Linked DNA regions of Ovis aries: region 2 is linked to region 1. The links are chromatin contacts, called in public Hi-C maps. All regions are on one chromosome and are shown on one strand. The core of a region is the stretch at or near the end of the contact, and the rest is flanking DNA. Distances in the headings are between cores, read along the strand shown. Region 1 holds the start of SMAD3 (SMAD family member 3). Region 2 holds the start of AAGAB (alpha and gamma adaptin binding protein).

Region 1 (2,700 bases), core at 186-2,685:
TTCCAAGGACCGGCCAGGAATGGGGAGCAGGTCATTAAGCACCATTTGGGGTTCAGGGGACTCTCCTTTAAGGTCCAAGCAGGCAGAGAATTAGAAGGAGGGGAGCCCTGGGCTCAGCCCCAGCAGCTGACAGACCTGCCAGAGCTCATTTTCTCCTTCCAGGCAGGGACCCCTGCAGCTTCTGGGCTGACATTGTGGATTAGGCCACACCTCACAGGGCTCTGTAACTCCCCACCCGCTAGAGGGTTTGCGGATCACTTCTTTCTCACCAAGGGAGTTTCCTGCTGTTAAAAACAAACAAAGGCTAAGAGGTCTGGTAGGGGAGGGGCTGCAGGAGAAAGGCCCTGGGGGCCTGGGGTAACTCCTGACAGCCACCGAGTGAGGGGTCTGTGGGTAGACGCCCCTGAATTGTGTTCATGGAGAGAAAAGCCCCAGAGCGCCCCCAATATCCTGGTGTTCCTCTGCTTCCCACCGAAGCTAATTTGGAATATATAAGGTCCCCGAAGACTGCCCTTTTGCTCCACTTGTTGCGAGTTCACAGCTTTGAAAACAAAACTCTCTCCTATTTTACTGGGTGTTGAATTTCGGATACTTTGTTTCCCATAGGATTCCAGCACCCTGTAATGAAACTTTTCCTCTACAGATAAGTTCTAAGGCTCCCCCATTCATTTCTTCCTGAGCTTAACGAATGCCTCTGAGGCCCATTTTCTGCGGGGCACTTGATTCCCAAAGGTCCAAGGGACCCCTGACTCCAGCTATTATCCAGGGAGTCACTGGGGTCCCCAAATCGGCACCTCTGAGAGCCTCTCCCTAATCCGGCCCTGGGGCTCTAAACTGGAACGGTCTCTCTGGTGCGAGAATAAAAACAGCCCCCCGAGTCCCCGGCGCCGCCACGGCCCCTGACCGGGATCGGCGCACCAGCGTCCTGGTGCGCGCCCCGACTTCCTGGGCCTCAGCCTTCCGCGCGTCCTCCCTCGAACCGGGGTCCTCCCAGGAGCGCACCGCCTGCCTGTGGCCAGCCCGCTCTCGTTCGTTCGTGCGGGTCTAACCCTCGGGCCCGCCACTCCAGCTGGGTTTCCTGAGTGTGGGTTCCGAGAGCGGACGCCACGACCCGAGCCCGGCCCTCCCGCCAGGGGCCCTTCTCGCCGCTCCTTTCCCACGACTTCCTCCCGGCGTCCGCTGGACTTCAGGTCGGGGCCGCGCGGGGTCCTGCGCGCTCCAGCCCTGGCGGCCGCTGTCCCAGGTCGCCCACGTGGGCGTGCTCCGCGCCGGGCGGGGGAAAGGCCAGGAGCCCTCCCGGAGGCTGGGGGTTGGGGGGGGGGCGAGCAAGGCGCCCGCAGGAGGAGGCGGCGGGGCGCGGGGGAGGAGGCGGGGAGCCCCAGCGGCAAGGGGGCGGTGACAGCGCTTGGAAAGGAGGCTGCACGCGGATTTGCATGAAACACAGACTGGGAGCGGGCGGGAGCAAGAGCGCGGCGCACGCCCCGGGCCGGCCCAGCTAGCGAGCGAGCCGGGAAGGAGGAGGGCAGCGGGGAGGCGAGGCTGCCGAGGCGGAGGGATCTGCGCATCAAAGCGAGCGAGGCGAGCAAAGTTTGGCTGGGGGTTGGACTTTCCTTCCTGGAGGCGGCACCCAAACAGCCACCCCGTGCGGAAACCCAAACTTTCTTCTGCCACTCCGGTCCCCGCGGCCGCCGCCTCCGCCCCGCGTCCCAGGCCTTCCCGATCTCGCTTCGCTACTGCCTGCCCGCCGCCCCGCCGTCCTTCTCCCCGCCGTGGGAGACGCCCGGGGCGCAGGGCCGCGCGCCGAGCCCCGCCGGCTGCAGCGCCGCGGCCGGGCCTGGAGAACCAGCAAGTTCGCCGAGAGTTGAAGCGAAGTTTGGGCGGCCGCAGCCGGCCCGGGCTGAGCTCCCCGCTGCGCCCCCGGCGTCCCGCCGCGCCTAGCCCCGCCGGGGGCGCTCCTCGCAGCTCGCGCGCCCTCCTCAACCATGTCGTCCATCCTGCCTTTCACGCCCCCGATCGTGAAGCGCTTGCTGGGCTGGAAAAAGGGCGAGCAGAACGGGCAGGAGGAGAAGTGGTGCGAGAAGGCAGTCAAGAGTTTGGTCAAGAAGCTCAAGAAGACGGGGCAGCTGGACGAGCTGGAGAAAGCCATCACCACGCAGAACGTCAACACCAAGTGCATCACCATCCCCAGGTGGGGGCTGGAGGGACCTCGGGGCGCGCCCGCCCGGCCCCATAGCGTGGCGGGGCCGGCCTGGTGGGACTGGAGCGGGAGGGATTGTGTGTGTGTGTATACGAGGGGTGGGAACGCAGGCAGGAAGCGGGCGAAGGGGGACCCCAAACAAAACCTTTTCTGGAATTGCAAAGATTCAGAGCCCGGGAGTTCCACGCGGCACTCGCTCCCCTAGACCCCGCATTGGCATTTCACCTCCGGGAAAGGGGGTGCTGCAGGATGCCCCCCCCCCCACACACACACCTCGGGGAGCTGCGGGATAGAACTTGAGGCCCGCTTTGTTCGGCTCCGCGGGCCCGAGCCCCTCCTCCGCCGCCGCCTCCCGCCCCCGCGGCCCGCGCTCGTGGAGGTGGTGGTGTCTCTCCCTTTCTTTTCTTCATTCCTGTCCCCCCACTTCTTTCCTTCTCGACAGGAATGCAGTCCGTACAGCTGGGGCTGTGGGTGAGGAGCGGGAGCCTCGTGATTGACAGATT
Region 2 (2,700 bases), core at 10-2,509, 210 kb after region 1:
TCCTTCAAAGAATCCCGCGAGGTAGATTCATATGCCCCATTTCAGGGCTTCCCAAGTGGCGCTAGTGGTAAAGAACCTGTCTGCCAAAGCAGGAGACGTAAGAGACGCGGGTTCGATCCTTGGGTCGGGAAGATCCCCTGGATCTTTGCAACCCACTTCAGTATTCTTGTCTGGAGAATCCCACGGAAAGAAGAGCCTGGCGAGCTACAGTCCATGAGGTCGCAAAGAGTCGGACACGACTGAAGCGACTTAGCACGCCCCACTTTCAGAATCAGGAAACCGAGGGCTAGAGAGAGAATGTGCTTTATTAACAGTATTTACCATTTACCGACTGATCACTCAAAGTGTTAAGCACAACAGTCATGTGAAAATTATCACCACTTTACAGATCAGAAAACTGAAGAGCACAGTTTACAGCTGAGAGTCATCGTTCTGACTCGAAGCCACAATTTGAAACAGAGGAGTCTTGAGTTATAATCAACTTTGCGGAGTCTCAGTGGAAGGGTCGAGCCCCAAACCCAAAACCCTATGCTCTCTCTACTCCACTGGTCCCCCCTCCTCGCCTACGATTCTTTGAAGAGTGACTTAGGTTGACAACCACTATGAGGGTCTAGAGGGAAAAATACTAGGCCCAATAATAACCAAAAACTAATGCTGGCGGAGGGCCTCGTCTCAGGAGAAAGGCAAGGCAGTGAATAACTCAGAGTGGAGGGGGCAAGTTTAATAAGTCTTAACATATACACACGCGGCAGGGGGTGCAGAGGAACCACACTCTCTACCTCAAGAGCAGGGATGACAGCATAAATCACGAATCCTGCACCTGACGCTCGCGTTCATAGGTTCAATTCCCAGAGAGCCTTTTCTGCTCACCTCAACGGCTCCCCGCCGACAACCCCTGGGTTGAGGTCCTACTTAACAGAAAACACTGGAACAAACCCCATGGTGGGCCAGGTAGAGACAGAGAAGCAACGAGTATTGTAGCTAACAGTGGACACCTGGGGCACTAGGCACCATGACCACATCCGAGGGGCACCCGAGGGGCCTCGGGCCACCACCGAGGGGAGGAAGAGTCCAGGGCTCGCGGCGAGGACCGAGGCCCCGAGAGAGGCTGCGGTGCTGGGACTGCCCCCTGCCGAGGCTCGTACTGGGGCCTGGAGGTCGGCCCAGGAGCCTCGCTACTCACGTTGCACTAGCCGGTCTGCGGAGAAGGTGGAGGAGCAGCTGGTAACGAGCGCGCAGGGGACGCCTGCAGCCATCACTGCGCCCAAGAACCGGTTCCTTCCCGGAGCCACTTCCGCCTTGGGCGATACCACGGCCGCCGGCGCGCGGGGGAGACGCGCAAGAAAGGCGCGTCTCAGAAGGCACTGCCGGCCCTGCCTCCTCCTTTGCCCCCTCTTCCGCTCCCGGCGTGGACCAGGCTGGGCTTCGCGTGGCGTTGCCATGGGGACGAGCTCCCTCTGCGGCAAGTTCCCGAGTCTGGAGACCTTGCCTTCCTGGGGAGGGATTCTCGCCGGGCCGTAGGCATGGCTCAGGAGAAGGAAAACCAAGACCCCGTCGGATCTATCTTAATCCAGGTGGGAAATGGGCCTCTCCTAACCCTGTCCAGCTAGAACCCTTCGAGCGAGCGAGGCCCAGCAGAGCCTACCCACTTACGCTTACCCACTTAAAGCGCCGCTTCTCAGATTGCCTCCAACACCACGGTTTAAAGAACTCTCAAGTGTGCCAACCTAGACCTCTCTGGCCAGCCTCACACACCTCTTGAGCCTGACGATGGAGGTTGCGCGGTCGAAGCGCGACCAATCCGCCTCTGGTAAAACTCCAGGACGATACACCCCTCTGGGACCTTTACTTTGGAAAAATCCATGTTCCACTGAGGCACCATTTTTGAATGTTATATTCTGAAAAGTTTGATCCTATGATGTAAGGAAGTGGAGGAGATACAAATCAGACACGTATCTGGGCGGAAGTTGAAAGAGATGAACTGCTTTCGATCTCCTGCATTGCAGGCGGATTCTTTACCAGCTGAGCTACAAGGGAAGACTTGCTTTTCTTAAGTACCCCAATTTTTTTCACTCTAAAAGTCCCTTGCATATAATGGTGTTCTGGGGATGTAATGCACACCATGGTGATTACAGTTAATAATTCTGTATATTTGAAAGCGGCTGAGTAAATCTTACAAGTTCTCATCACAAGAAAAAAGTTGTATTATAACTATATGTGGTGATGGATGTTAACTAGCCTTACTGTGGCAATCATTTAGCAATATGTACAAATATTGACTGATGTTGTCTACGTGAAGCTAATATAATGTTTATGTCAATTATATCGCAATTAAAAAATAATAAAAATTCCTTACTTGGGAACAAGATAAAAGCTTGCTAATCAAGTTAAACTTTGTGGAATGTGGAAAGGTGACAAAAAGCACAGGAAAGTAACTTTCTCTAATCTGAGGGGGGAACATCATGAAAGTTTTGATTTCTCAGTACAACTCAGTTTGTGACCGTTACACTCAGATTTTTCCAGAATGTTGAAAGCACTACTTTCGCCCTGCCCTACATTTATTTGTGATGGTTCTGAAACATTTTTGACATATCATCAACTTTAACGCATATATAGCTCTACTTGACTAAAAATTTGAAGTTATTTCCCTAAGGACTATCAGAACTCTACTCAGTTCTGCACTTGGTCTAATTTTTCTTC

What was found. Hi-C and Micro-C count contacts between places; a contact is called where the count stands out from the background.
Region 2: a Hi-C map of liver shows a contact between it and region 1, with 2.2 times the contacts expected there. The contact joins the promoter of AAGAB here to the promoter of SMAD3 in region 1. A contact is called at or near these places in 2 of 16 Hi-C or Micro-C datasets (liver and tail adipose tissue).

What each region holds. Positions count from the first base shown.
Region 1 is chr7:13,866,547-13,869,246 of ARS-UI_Ramb_v3.0, forward strand. SMAD3 (SMAD family member 3) reads left to right here and starts at 1,436. Exons shown (of 9, transcript XM_060418884.1): 1 at 1,436-2,188. The coding sequence starts at 1,983.
Region 2 is chr7:14,072,545-14,075,244 of ARS-UI_Ramb_v3.0, forward strand. AAGAB (alpha and gamma adaptin binding protein) reads right to left here and starts at 1,260. Exons shown (of 10, transcript XR_009601420.1): 1 at 1,184-1,260.